Regions from separate parts of the Zea mays genome. Here all the other regions are linked to region 1. A link is a contact called in public Hi-C data. All regions are on one chromosome and are shown on one strand. The core of a region is the stretch at or near the end of the contact, and the rest is flanking DNA. Distances in the headings are between cores, read along the strand shown.

Region 1 (4,893 bases), core at 1,504-4,003:
CCGGTCACCAACGGGCCAGATTAAACCATAGAATACCGGTTGGTTAGACTGAATCAGAGTCGTGGATCGGTTATCCGAGGGCCAGGGTATGTCGTAGACGTGGAAGAATTTTAGCCTAGGATCCTAGATCTGGCGGCTGTGACTTCGTACCGGTTTGCTGGTGTTGGGATCTAATCCTGGCCGGTAGTCAGGGATCCAACGACCGAGAGGAAACCGAGATTATAACTGTCGCGCCATTTTGCAAAAGAAACCCTGAAGTTTTTCAGAACTAACCCGCTGTCCTAGCCAGTTCAAAGAGTCTTATAGCTAGGTCCCTATTTTTTGTGAATACGACCCTGACCTCTTAAGTAATTGAAATTGGTCTTCCAAAAGGCAGCCGATTGTGTCTCGCTCCAGTGCTGAGGCTGAGTATCGTGTTGTTGCTAACGGCGTCGCTCAAGCTACTTGGCTTCGGCAGCTGCTTCTCGAGCTTCACAACCCTTTGCGTCATGCTGTTGTTGTTTACTGTGATAATAGCAGTGCAGTATATCTCTCCAGCAATCCAGTTCAGCACCAGCGTACGAAACATGTGGAGATCGATCTACATTTCATCCGCGAGCGTGTCGCTCTTGGCCACGTTCGGGTCCTTCATGTGCCGACTACTTCACAGTTTACTGACATCTTCACCAAGGGTCTTCCATCTTCCGTCTTCACTGAGTTTCGGACTAGTCTGAACGTTTGACCTCCTCCCGCTCCGACTAAGGGAGAGTGTTCGACGGCTTGCTCATGCACCCGCTACCGTCAGGTGACCTGGATGAGCAACATTAGCTGCATCATCACCGGCTCCATTTGCATGCACGTCCAGGTGCATTGCCCTTCACCGGTGTAATCATTTAGCATCTCATGATTAGCTCCTTCCATGTATAGTTGCATGTAATCTAGGATTGCTTGTCGTGATTGTTGCTATCACTGGCTATTTGTATCTGCCAATGTAAGGGAACAGAGTATCGTGTGAATCATTCTCTCTGTAATACACCTTCACACTTTCAGCCAGCCGTAGCTAGCAAGCTCCTGCTGACGCTCCCCATGGCATCCTTCCGATTTGGCCTCGCCACCACCTTCCTCCTCCTCGCCGTTCTGTCCCTCCACTCCACCATGGGCGAGACCGAGGTCCCCCGAGCAAGCTTTGCCCATGAGCCCAAAGAAGATCCTGCTGCTTATCGTCGCACCTACATCGTCTTCGTCTCGCCACCCGTGAATGCCGACGCCATGAGCCGAAGCGCGCATCGCCAGTGGCACGAGAGCTTCCTGCCTACCACCACCGAGCAGCTGACGGATGAGTCTGGGTCCACCGGCGACACGCGCCTGGTGGGCTCGTACACGGCAGTCTTCCATGGGTTCGCCGCCCGGCTCACCGAAGCCGAGCTTTCGGCGGTGGCGAAGCAGCCGGGCTTCCTACGCGCGCTCCCCGACCGCAAGCTGGAGCTCTTCACCACGCGCACGCGTCGTTCCTCGGGCTTAGCAGGGACGAGCACCGGTTCTGGAGCGACGCCGGCTACGGCAGCGGAGTCGTCATCGGCGTTGTGGACTCGGGGATCGACGGCAAGCATGTCTCTTTCCGCGACGACGGGGTCCCGGAGCCACCAGCCAGGTGGAACGGGGCCTGCACAGGCTCTGAAGAAGACACCGGCCGGTGCACTCGCAAGCTCGTCGGATCCAAGTCCTTCGTCCGAGGTTACGACCCCTCCGACGACAGCATTGGCCACGGCACGCACGTCGCAGGGAACTTCGTCGAAGGTGCGTCACTCCCTGGCGGCCTAGGCTCCGGCACGGCCGCGGGGATCGCACCTCATCGCCGTGTACAAGGTGTGTCATGATGATTGTTAGAGTTATAGATGGAATGCCATCATAGTCTTCCGCCTTCACGGTATTGGCTGTATAGCAGTAATTGATATGATTGGTTCCTAATATAGCAGTGATTGATATTGACCGGTTCTTACTTCTATAAACCGGCCTATATGACTGCTATATATATTGAGTCTCGGCCACCAATGTAATTATCAAAAAAGATTATATGAATACAATCATGCTTTCATGGTATCAGCCGTCGCTCCTGCGACCTTTCTATTTCCGTTTCCGTTGTAGCTTCTCAGCGATGTCATGACGCCCGGCGCATCCGCGCGTCACGTCTGGCTCGCCATCGAAGATCAGTTCGTCGGCAACAAGGAGACCCGTGCACTCATCCTCGACGCCGAGTTCCGTAACTTTGTGCAAGGTGACCTCTCTGTCTCTGATTACTGCCGCAAGCTCAAGTCTATGGCGGACTTCCTGGGCGATTTGGGCGAGCATGTCCCTGACCGAACTCTTGTTCTGTCCGTCCTACGCGGTCTGAATGAGAAGTTTGTGTACATGGGCGCCATTCTCAAGCGACAGAAGCCGTTCCCCTCCTTCACTGAGGTCAAGAATGATCTCCTGGTTGAAGAGATCTCCATGGCCAGACCTTCGGCACCCTCGCAGGCACTCGTCGCCACTGCTCCTCGTTCTTCTGCCGGACCGGCTCAGGGGTACGCCACTGCTCCTCGTTCTTCTGCCGGACCGGCTCACGGTACCCCTGCTTCATCTCATCATCCAGGGCCCAAGAAGAAATACAAAAACAAAAAGCATAACAGCTCACCAGCTTGGCCTTCATTTTACAATCCATGGACTGGGCTTATTCAGATGTGGCCGGGGGCGCCTGTGGGCCGCTTCCTGGCTACCGCTCCCCTGGCCTCGTGCAACAGTCGCCACGGGGTGTTGTTTCGACGCTCCAGCCAGGACCTCAATCGGCCTTCCTCGGTGGGCCAGTTGGGCCTTCTTTCGCTGGCCATGGTGGGCTATTGCCAAGCCAGCCGGTCCTGCCCACACCGACCGGTGCATTCGGTGCACCGCTTCCTAAGAACTATTGAGAACTACGTTACCACGGATCACCAGATCCGCTCCCTTCCCTCCCGTCAGCGGCAGAGGCGCAAGAAGATGTAGAAAACCCGTCTCCTTTCCCATAAGCACGACAGAGGAAACACACGAGACACATGATATAGGGTTGGGCCTCTGGCCTCTTTCTGATCTCTGTATTCCATATGAGGGGTACATGTTCTATATATAGAGACGCGATAGCCCTCAGGGCTATATTCGGTATTTGCTCACATAACTCTTCATTAGGGTTTCTCAACACTCCCCCTTGGGCGAATACCGCGACCAACACATGCCTCGTTAAAACTCCAAAAAACCCAGTGGGAAAAATATGGAGAAAGAGTGCATGGTGATACAAATTGCATTTACACTTTGTTGCCTCGTTAAAAATCTCATGTGAGAAACTTCAAGAAAACTCATCAAGGGAAAAAGAGTACAACAGTTGTCATCGGGACAGATTTCGATCATCTGGGATCTAGATTCTACCGAATCTTCTACAAAGGCTAACTTTAGAAATGTGCTCCCCCTGAACCTTGCAAAACTGTATCAATAAGGCAAAACATCTTCTTCTGGAAGTATATGCACATAAAGATTTAGCAAACGGATTGCATATCCTTGCAAGGACTATTTCAGGAACTTTACCTCTACTCACTTCTAAAATATTCGAGGTAAGTGCACGTATCAATATAAATAAGCCACTTTGACTGATGGTATTCGATCGACTGGATCTATATATTTGATAGAAAGTTCCATAAAGGTTCACATATTGATCATCAAGCTCACGCCTTCAGGACATAGAATATGACATTTATTGTCTCACGATTGTGATCAATATAAGCATTCGCTCCCCCTGATGATGACATCTGTCAAAGTCGTTATCCCTCATAACTCAAGCATATTCTTCAAGATATATGTCTCATTGTTCATCTGGAATAACAAGAATGGATGAGGTTGGGGTGCTATCATTTTCTATCTTACACCATAATTTATACATAGTTGTGCAAAGCAAGTAACATGTCCTTCAATAGGACTTAGGGGGCAATATAGTTGCAATAGTACATATTCTAAATATGACACATCGCTCCAGGCGTTCATCCATTGCAACATCTATGATGGTGTAACAAAAGTCCATCAAAGATCGTAATCTATCAGGGATTTTTCATCGACAAGATACATCGTTATAGTCTGTCATTCTGGCACAATGGGGATATTTTGCCAGTGACACCTAAACCTTATAGGTTTCTGCCATCAGAGCTTTAAAGGATACCGTAATTCCACATCTAGTGGAAATTACCATGAGTAAAACTCATGGAATGCACATGTGCTTATTCGGTAAACTTCAAGTCCTTTGGTACCTCATCTTATTCCTTTTCGGGTCTATATGGGTCTTTATCCCTTTATAGGGATTATCAAACTTTGGTGTTTAACACAGACTTTATTTCTTCTGGAAAAGTTCCATCAAGGAACTATAATCTCATCTAGGAGATATTCTCTCTACATAGGAGAGTGATCATTCATCAGGAATGTATTATATAGTACGAGATTTATATGTTGCATATTTATAATTCAAAGATATGAGTCCCCGTAGGATCTCATGCGGATCTTCAGAATCCTATTAACTGCATATTTTAATTCATGCCATTTGCCAGATATATTACATAGCGGAACAGTGTTTATTCAACACATACGTGGGATGGGTCTCTCATGAGACCACTTGAACCATCGCATTCACCACACATTATTTCAATAGTGCCCATAAATATCCGAACTTCTAGCTCGTGACTTTTATTTTGCGATTATTGGTTCAACCTCGATTGCATTTATCAATGACCCGATAAGAGAGCTTAAAGCACTCATGCCTAGGACTTTGTTTTGGATCCATTTGCAATCTAGAGGGGCAAGATAGGTGTCGACATATTTGTCTCCCACATTTAATAATGATCTTCGTCATTTCCCAAAACAAAA
Region 2 (4,893 bases), core at 909-3,408, 300 kb after region 1:
GGCACGGCACGGCTAAGCAGGCTTAGTGCCGTGCTTGGGCCTGGCCTTAGGCACTAGTGCCGTGCCGGCACGGCACGGCTATTAAACAGGCTAAACGGGCCGTGCCCTAACCGTGCCGTGCCTGGCCGTGCCCGGGCCGGGCCGTGCCGTGCCGCCCATTTGGCCATCTCTAGTTGTCACATGGTGCAGGATGCCAGTTCGTCGATGAAGAAAAATCCGATTCATTCACGACTCACAGATCGAGAGAAATAATGATTGCATACCCTTTATGATTTGCTTTGTCTGATTGTCATCTTGTTTTGGACGACGGAGTCCAATCCAACAAATAAATTAGCAACTGACCTTGGAGATCTCTCAAGTTGGATTTACTGGCCACCGATCGCCTCATCCCAGCCATCATCCGAACACTACTGATTGCCATCGTAGTGTTCCTGCATCTGCATGCCATCTTGTCTTGGTGTGGACGCAACTAACGTCATCCACCAAGAAGAAAATCACGATCATGGCCATGATGATCTCGCCAGTTATTTTCTGATATTCCATGCTTGCGTCCGATGATTTTCTGGCCTTCTTCGCTCAGTGTAGAGACTCGTGCTGATAACGTGTTATAATTAATTCAGTGGCTAACCCAGTGGAGAGAGACAGAGAGAAACGACAAAATGACAGGACTGTTGTATTCATCTCATGAAGTGTACATATATATACATAGTGAAGGGACACCACAACGGGTCGCACCCCTTGGAATTAGATCACATAAAATATTTTCTAACAGAGACATCACCTTCGGGCGCCACCTGAGCTGCGAGTCTGCAACTGAACGAACTGCACGTGCGCGGAGGCAACGCGGCGCGCGGGCCTGGCGTGCAGGTTCAGCCGCTCACCGTCAGTGCGATGAGGAGCCACGTCGACGTCGTGGCCAGCGCCACGACGGCCGCCGCCGTCTTGCGGCCGGGCAGTGCCCTCACGGTCACGGCGGCGCTGGTGTTGTCGCCGTAGTCCGGCGGCGACATGTTCCCGTACAGCGGAGGGGACCTGCCGTCTCCAGCCGGTGGAGAGCTCCCGTACCCGCCGGGGGCAGATCCGTATCCTGGCGTCAGCGGAGTCGACGTGTTCAGGACCGAAGCTCCGGTGCTGTCAGTTCCAAGCAGAAATCACCACATGTAGCTAGCTACCTTTCCTTTTTTTTTTTTTGCTTGCGTTGGTAGAAATTTACCTCGTTGCTGGATACTGGCACGTCGAAGTACCTGCGCATGCAGATGCAAACAAAGAAGCGAACGCGTGAACATCTATCTATCTATGGATGCAGATTGCGAAAACAAGAACCTTGCTCTGATCTCGACGTGTTCAGGGTGGAGCTTGACGAGCTTACTCGGGTTGGTGGTGGTGAGGACTGCGGCGCCGCCGAAGTCGCAGCTGGTCTGCACGGGGTTCTTCTGGTAGTAGGTGTTGAAGGCGTAGGACGCGTGGTCGGGGACGGTGTCCGGGCTGAAGCAGCTCCCGCCCCGCTGGACGGCGGAGCAGTCCGCGCCGCCCTGGCCGCACGCGTAGTTCAGCGCCACCTGCAGCACCGCCGCGCCCGCGCTGGGGCTCGCCACGCACCAGCTCCCGCCGCCGGCGCCGGTGGCCAGCGGCAGCGAAGGCGCCGCCGGCGTCGCGGTGGGCAACGGCATCGTCGCCGTCGGGTTCACCACCGGGACCGTGGCCAGGGGCGACGTGACGTCGCGCTCCAGCCTCTTTGTCGCGCCTGCTCCCCGCTCGCTTCCTCCCCCTGCTGCCAGAGCCAGAGTCAGCGTGGAGCAAACCATCATTGGAGAAGAAGAGTATGCATTATCGGCCTAGACAGCAGAGTATGCAACAACTCACCGTGGCAGTGGCAGTTGCAGGACAGGAGGACGAGGAGCAGAAGAAGAAGGGACGCCAAGCCATGGACTGGCCGCAGAGGCAGAGCCATGACAAGCTTGCGAGCTCTGGGTGGGCCTCTGGCTCCCAGCGAAGCAGCAGCCGGCACCGGTAGGCTGGGGCTGTGCTGATTCAGGAACGAGTGCGTGTAAAGCGAATGCTTTCTTCAGTGACACGAACAAACGGAATCACAAGTCTGGCCGCCGGGGAATAACAGGAAACTTGGCCGGGCAGGCAGGCAGGCAGGCTGCCTGGTCAGCACACATTGAGATATCAAAGGAGTCCACACATTGTATCAGTTATAGATGACCAATTGACACTAAGACGATTGGCCAGTCTAGGCATGACAAGAAAAAACACGATCCAACCTGTCTTTAGTGACTGCCACGACACGACTATAGTGTTGTGCCTGAACCACCATCTCGATCCATAGTGCTGACACGGACACTACACAGTTATATTTTTTATTTTAAAAATAATAGTTTATATATATTAAATATAATAATTTAACGTATAACACAATAAAACTACCGCCACACTAGCTAGATAGATGTGTTTAAGTCTCTTGTACATTTGGGTATGTGTTTGAGCCCCCAATAGCTACATTTTTTGCTAAATTATACAATATAATTAGATGAGTTAACGTGCTACCGGACCGGCTCGACACGGCTAGCAGACCAACATGCCGTGTCTGTGCCGCGGTACGTGGGCCCATCCGGCATGACACGATTTGCTAGCCGGGCTTGATGGACCGTGCCTAAAACGAGACGTGTCCAATATGGGCTGGGCCTGGCCGGACCGAGTGACCCGTTTGACCATCTATATTATCAGTATCAGCTGCGAGGGGTCGGCCATAGAAAAAGTTTGCAGATTTGGCTTCTGTGGCCCCCCTCCCTCCGGACCAGGCGTACTAGGTCGTTACCCAGATCTAGACGGCGCCGCCTAGCACTATAGAAGGAGAGGAGAAGATCACAGGAAGGTGGTCGCAAGAATAAGCAGCCTGCTGCGGAAAGGATAGCTTGAAAATTCCGGTCCTCGTCTAGAGGCAGGCACAAATTGGACAAAAAGCCGCTGCCGCCGCATCCTCCTCCCCCCTGCCGTTCTTGGGATCGCTGCTAGTGGGGCAAAGGGAAGTGTGTGGGCCGATTGCTTTACCGCCTCAAGCTAGTGGGGCAGACGAGAGGAAGCGTGGTGAAACTAACTTTAGCTCTAGAAAAAAAACCGAAAAATCTAAGAATGTATTAAAGTGTTTTAATCTATGTCTTTAAATATAATTTTGTAACAATTTTACAACGGTACCGCCGACATGAATGGATTCAACGTTGAATGTGTGCCGCGTTGTTGCTGGTTGCATTTCATGTATTTTTTTTTTGTCGTGTAGACTTTTTACAGAAAGAAGCATCTGCACATATCGATTAGAAACTGGACCCCTACTTTGTTCCAACGAACGCTGGTGATTTTTCGTTGGCCCAATACAATGTTGACCATGTCATATGGCCCATGGGCTACAAGTTCGTCAAAGCTTTAATGAGGCCACTGACCATTTTGGCCCAGAAGCCACAGTTATACGATTTGATTCATTGGCCTCGAGTAAAAACTTGTATCACCCACTCACTCGACAAGTCGACAGCTACAGCTCGAGTTGAGTCATCCATCTAGTCTCGGCCCTGCCGACGTCTGTGTCTGTCCACGCGCCAGCTGAAGCTGAAATCAAAGCTTCGGCTGACCGGCGACGGCGACCGCGACCGGAGTCTGGCTAGGGCTGCAGCCCAGCTCGCTATCCAGTTCACAACAGCAGCTGTTGGAGGTTGGAACTAGAGTCTAGAGTAACCAACCAACAAAAGGCCACCCATGTCTTGGGGAAGAAAAAGGGCAGCGCTTTTTTGACCCTGAACTCGCGAAAGAGCCAATATCCGAGCCAATAATGCCAGCGTCGTGTAGTCCTGTTTGCTACAGGAGAAGACAGAAGGCCATCCAGCTGTTCTTCTTTTCGTCAGAAACGAAAAGGAATGGCAAACCAGTAGAGAAAGTGACTTTTTCTCTTTCTGAAGGCTTTGGCTTCCCAATCCAACAGGTCTCACTCACGTAGTACAAACTATGGCATCCAAGAACAAGGACATGTACTGTGGTGGGTGGAAGCATGCTGACAAGCCATGTGCTCACAGTCACAGCGAGGAAGATATGATGAGGTTTTGCATAATTGCATTGCTTCAGGTGTTTGCTGCGTTCTAATAGTTTTGTTGTTGTAGTATTTCAGTCAGAACAAATTTTGTTTTGTTTTTTCACATATGTAAGTGGTTCGGTCGGCGTTCGCAGCGGGTGATGCTGCTCACTGCTCAGGACAAGGTCGCCGAGCTGGCAGACGGCACTCTAGTACTCTATTGCTCTGTATTATTGCTGTTGTTTACTCTAATCCAACAGGACATGCATTCCGTTTGCACATGTCGGAACCGCGAACATACACCACCTCACATGGCTATGGCTTCATACAAACAGCAAAGCCAATCAAACACATAGAGAGGCTGCATACTTAGCTTTCTGTGAGTTCAACCAACGTCGAGACCCTGCAGCAGGTTCTTCAGACTACGACGCACGCACACCGGTGTTCTTGGAGACCGAAAAAAGGGTAAACGGGAGCAGGATGGATCCGGCAGTCAGTCACGTCCAGAGCTCTGGATTCTTCCGTCCTTCCTTCCAGCGAGGTTGGGGCCACACTAGCTGCCACGGTGTCGTCCCACCTATATGTCCCCAAGAAGTTCGCTGGGCCTGAACCAACCAACAGTCTTTCTCCCTCATGCTCTGTCCAATAATAATACTACGTACGTAAAGTCGCAAACAGTGGTTGGATTCAGCAATGATGCATGAATGTGCTATTGCCCATTGTATCTCCACCATTGTTGCTGTTCCTTTCTGATCCAGAGCTCCCTCCACATGGCGTCATCTCACTCCGGCACAAGAAAATGCTGCTCTAAACAAACCTAGCTGCTAGGAAAA
Region 3 (4,893 bases), core at 1,407-3,906, 280 kb after region 1:
AAAACTAAGATTTAACACTACTGGAACGAGATTGTTCCCATGTTCCCGAAACGAGGAACGTGGCCAAGTTCCCGGTTCCCGGTTACTAAGGTTTCACCCTTCTCACCTGAAGCCAACCATCTGACATCACACTTTACAGTTAGCACTCCAGCCATCTCAGGTCACACCTTTCAAACAACATTTCAATCATCTCACGCCATGCTTTTTCCAGACCACTAACCATGTAGGACATAGAGCCTGTTTGTTTTAGCTTCTGGCAGCTTCTGGCCACCAAAAACTGCTGCGGACTACCAAACGCTCAGCTTTTCAGCCAGCTTCTATAAAATTCGTTGGGGGCAAAAACCATCCAAAATCAACATAAACACATAATCGGTTGAGTCGTTGTAATAGTAGGAATCCGTTACTTTCTAGATCCTGAGCCCTATGAACAACTTTATCTTCCTCCACACGTAATCGTAATGATACTCAAATTCTCTCCACAGCCAGATTTTCCCCAGTCCCCACAGCCAGATTTTCAGAAAAGCTGGTCAGAAAAAAGCTGAACCAAACAGGCCCATAATCGATCGTCTTGTTTATTGCGGTTTGTTGCAGTTCTAATTCGGCTACAGCTACGATTTCTACAATATTTTATCTTTATAGATTGCAGCTGCAGAGCAGTATATTAAAATAATATCTCACTCTAATAAACCTTGAAAGGAAGATGCCAGTGATTTCCAAAAAAAGTCTTAGAGCTATGAGGGAAAGAAAGATGCGTTATAATCTGTGAGCCTGTTTATTTGGCCCTAGGTTCTAAATGCAAAAAAAAAGGCTCTCGTGCGTCACTTGGTTTTATTATGCCGAGTCACATAACTTCATATATAATTGAATACAACCACGCAAGGCTGATATAATAAACACAATAAACAAGAGAATAAGAAGAATTTCATTCACCTTTTCATTTGAAGCCTACTTAAACTATTTTACACCGAACCATCTCAAACGGATTTAGGTCTATAATAGAATAACAATCAAAGTCTGAAGCCGGTCATCAAACCTTCCTACACGACCACACCTCACATCACGTTTTTCTACAAGCACTTATCTATCTCATGTCACGACTTCCTACCAGTGATGCTTGCGCCATGAAAATATTACTGCTTACTACACCGCATTATATGGTTGTACTATACGTCACAACTTTATATCTTGGCTGGATACATCCACATGAGCCTTACATGATTAACACAACAAATCAGAGAACGAAAAGACTCTTCTGACTAGAGATGTCAATGGGACCCGATACCTGCTAACCCATGAAGAATTCCTTTATTAGGGTATGGGTACGGGACAAAAATTATCCCCATGGTATAGATATGGGACAAAATATCCACCCATTGGTTAAACGAGTATGGGTTTAGAAAACAAGAATCCGAACCCGATTACTCATGTGTATTTCATGCTTGTACACCTGTCCTTGTTGTAAGAATGAGTTGAGGCCAAGCCAAACACCAAGCCCAACACGGCAGCGCACCTCAGGTCTTAGCCCAACAAGGCAACATAGCAAGGAAACTAGTAGACTATCAAAAAACAAAACCCTAAAATAACCAGCCATACGCTATGCCCTGTCCAGTCGGCCAACTGCCACACGCCTGGACAGTTGCGCTAGCACTGCACACTGGCGACTTCACCAGCGACGAGGAGCACCGCCGACTACTATGAGCCTAGCACGACGGTGACAACCATGAATTCTCAGGCACCAACGAACTCAAATGGTGACCAAGGAAGGTGAGTAGACTCCATTTCTTCATTTCTTCTATCGGTCCTGAAGTACTAATTTCTTTTCTGATCGATGGATGAATGGATCATGGATGAGTGCTTGCTGATGTAGTGATGTATGAAATCTGGATAGTTTGTGCTAGCTATTAGTACATAGTTATTCCTTAATTGAGGATGGGGACCCATTGAGAACCCGAAACCCGAATGGGGATGAGTATGAGGATAGATTAAATATGATGGGGATGAGTCTGGGATGCTATAACCCGGTGGATAATTCCCCATTGACATCTCTACTTCTGACCACCTTGCACGTGAAGCCAGCCATCTCACGTCACGCCCCTCTATCAACATTATTCACGACACCGGAAAATTGTACTGCTTATACGCACTTAGATAAATAATGTGTGCCTTTAGAAATTAAGGAATGATTATTATAAGAAGAGCGAAAAACCCATTTAATATGTCATTACCATTTAAGCATATCATACCTATCTGTGTTTAATTTCCTGTATAAGACGTCACAACTTATATAAAATTATTAGCCATTTGAATTATAGAACTAACTTTAAACAGTTAAGTTAGACCCTTAGCTTAAGTTGCTAATGTTTTATCTCTGTGGGGCAGATACGTTTTTTTAAAAGACCGCAACGAATTGAGAGAGAGAGAGAGAGGAGAAACAATCCGGACTGATTTCATAAACGGCACCCGTCTGTCAGCGACCGGTGAAACGCGACACAGAGGAGAGACCGGGTGCAGGGAGCAAAGGCGGAAGGCAGGGCAGGGCGCTATTCGTCTGTCTTTCTCTTTTTTCAGCTCAGGTAAGGAAACCGGCATTCCCCCGTTCCCGTTTATTAGCTGAGCTCGTACACGGCCGGCCCTCTCTCGGTGCGTGCGTTTGCGTGGCTGTGGCAATATACGGTGCGTGTGGGGCGGCGGCGACGAGGGTTTTGCTGCTCCGTACACCGCGTGCAGCGGCGACGCGACCGCAGCTGGTCGCCGCCCCGGATCGAGGAGGGGGAGGAGCCGGCGGAGGCCCCTGTGGTGGCTGCGGGGGCGGGAGCGGGAGCGCCATGAGGGGCGGTGGCCGTGGCGGCGGCGGGAGGCAGCCTTCCTACGCGGCGCCGGACGGGGCGGATGCGGCGGCGATCCCGGTCGCCTCAAGGAAGATGGTGCAGAGCCTCAAGGGGATCCTGGCCGACCGCTCGGAGGGCGAGATCTACGCCACGCTCTGCGACTGCGGAATGGACCCCGACATAGCCGTCGAGAGGCTCATCTCCCAGGGTAAGGGCATATACTCTCACCTCGCTCTAGGCTCCAGCTTTGTCCTCGCGGGCTCCAATTGTTTAGCGTGGACGTTGTCGTGCGATGCTTGTCAGCGCTAGGGTTTGTGCCCCCCCTCGTGTGGTATAAGTTGTAACCCCCCCGTTTTGGACGGTTGCTGTTGAATTGCTTGCAAATTTGGTCCGATTCTGCGGATGCGGTACGCTGCGACTTGTTTTGCTTGCCAGTTTAGGTTCAACGTCACTGTGAAGCATGCTGGGAAGTTTTAATTTGTCATGCTCATGACTTCAGATGGGAGAAGACACTAATTTATATTTGTCAACGGACAACCTTTTTTTTGCATTTATGAATGTGTCTTTTGCAACAGATTGTGCCACCCCATGGTGTAATAATAGGAGGGGGGGGGGGGGGGGTGAGGGTTCAGTTTCCTACGTAAGTCCTGATTCATATCCCATTGTAATCCAACTGTGTTCCAGGATCATGTTACCTGGTACTTATATGTAAACAAAAACTGTTGCGCCTACCATAAACATCCCTTTTATCTTCATCAATAGGATGTGTTTAAGTTCACTCATGTATTGCTTACCATTTTCTTGGTATTGAGTTTTCTATCTGTCTATATGTTGGCATAGACGCATTGCCTACCTATTTTCTTTAAATTGGTATGTGCCAAGTAGCGTATATTTTTGGGTAAGTAGTACTTTCAGTGTAGAGATGCTTGGGTGCCAGTTACCTAAGGTCGCTACAAGTTATGGAACCTTCCATTAGTTCTGCTCATTTGTTTTATTCTAATTTCTAAATGCACCATCTAACCCTTAACTTTTATGGCTGATATATTCGTAATAAATGAAGCATAGGGTAGCATCTATAGATCATTGAGGATCTTAAATGTTTGTTTATGATATTTTTGGCAGGGATTTCTTATGATTAATCTAACTCTTTTTTTAATTCATGTCTATCCAGATACTTTTCATGAAGTCAGAAGAAAGCGGGATAGGAAAAAGGAGGTTCGTAGACGCATGGATTTCTTAGACTATCTCCAGCAGCTTACACACCCTATCTCCCATCTCATCTCCTATTTCAAACTTTCCTCTGCGAATAGTGCAGTCTACAGTGCAAAACTGTGTTTTGTGTTACCATGACACGGTTATATCCCCAGCTTTTCTATAGGTTCATTGTTTGCTTTTCGTTCTTTGGTTTTTGTTTGAGGGTTTTCTTTTCACTGTAATGTAAGATTTTCCTTTTTGCAATTTGAAGGTCATTGATTGTGCAATCTTGCACTGAATAAGGGATTTAGGTTCCTGCCATGCTATAGACTGACTGATATGTCGTGTTGCTATATGGTGCCATTCTTGCTTGAAGAATCAACATACAACTGTTAACAGAGCAGTTGCATTGCACTGTACTTGCTTTGAAATAGATCTATGCATTGATATGCCTTTTTTTGGGTACTATGTTATTACACTCAAAAATCCTTTTCTGTAAACTTTAGTGCATCTTGGCATTTGATCTGAGTCAATCCATTTCTCCAGGTTAACTATTATTCCCCTGACAAACTCTCTCTTATCTGTAGACTAAAGTTAATCACGAAACAAGGCCTCGACCTTTCCAGAAATATACATACCGAGGATATAAGGCTGTTTCAGATCGAAGTGGGCGAGGTCGCATTCTTCATTTTGTATTTTTGTGCTATAACTGTTATAATGATGTATGGTTTGTAGTTTCCTCAGGATAAATGGTGCTCTCATTTTGTTTTCTCTCTCTTCATTTCAGCAGACCCTACAGGCGGTTTCAAAGGCCCTGTAAAAAAGGAACCAGAGATGCAAGCTCCACTAAACTCATCAGCCTTGGATGTCA

The links. A called contact is a pair of places that touch in the nucleus more often than the background predicts.
Region 2: a Hi-C map of leaf shows a contact between it and region 1, with 2.7 times the contacts expected there. The contact joins the promoter of LOC103630785 here to the enhancer-like site in region 1. A contact is called at or near these places in 2 of 25 Hi-C or Micro-C datasets (both in leaf).
Region 3: a contact with region 1 is called in a Hi-C map of leaf, with 2.2 times the contacts expected there. The contact joins the promoter of LOC100273818 here to the enhancer-like site in region 1. A contact is called at or near these places in 2 of 25 Hi-C or Micro-C datasets (bundle sheath and leaf).

The regions. Positions count from the first base shown.
Region 1 is chr6:177,982,933-177,987,825 of Zm-B73-REFERENCE-NAM-5.0, forward strand. No RefSeq gene overlaps it. Among protein-coding and RNA genes, the nearest start is that of LOC100191988, 60 kb to the left of the region's middle. Within about 2 kb of position 2,754, at least 18 of the 20 cell types and tissues checked have an H3K27ac peak or open chromatin away from gene starts, as enhancers often do. A contact at or near this core is called in bundle sheath and leaf, where this site is marked.
Region 2 is chr6:178,279,099-178,283,991 of Zm-B73-REFERENCE-NAM-5.0, forward strand. It overlaps LOC103630785 (PLASMODESMATA CALLOSE-BINDING PROTEIN 2), which reads right to left and starts at 2,159. Exons shown (of 5, transcript XR_555231.4): 1 at 1,864-2,159; 2 at 1,370-1,771; 3 at 1,214-1,244; 4 at 782-1,131; 5 at 194-594.
Region 3 is chr6:178,262,401-178,267,293 of Zm-B73-REFERENCE-NAM-5.0, forward strand. LOC100273818 reads left to right here and starts at 2,657. Exons shown (of 10, transcript NM_001148217.1): 1 at 2,657-3,036; 2 at 4,000-4,043; 3 at 4,610-4,697; 4 at 4,813-4,893. The coding sequence starts at 2,826.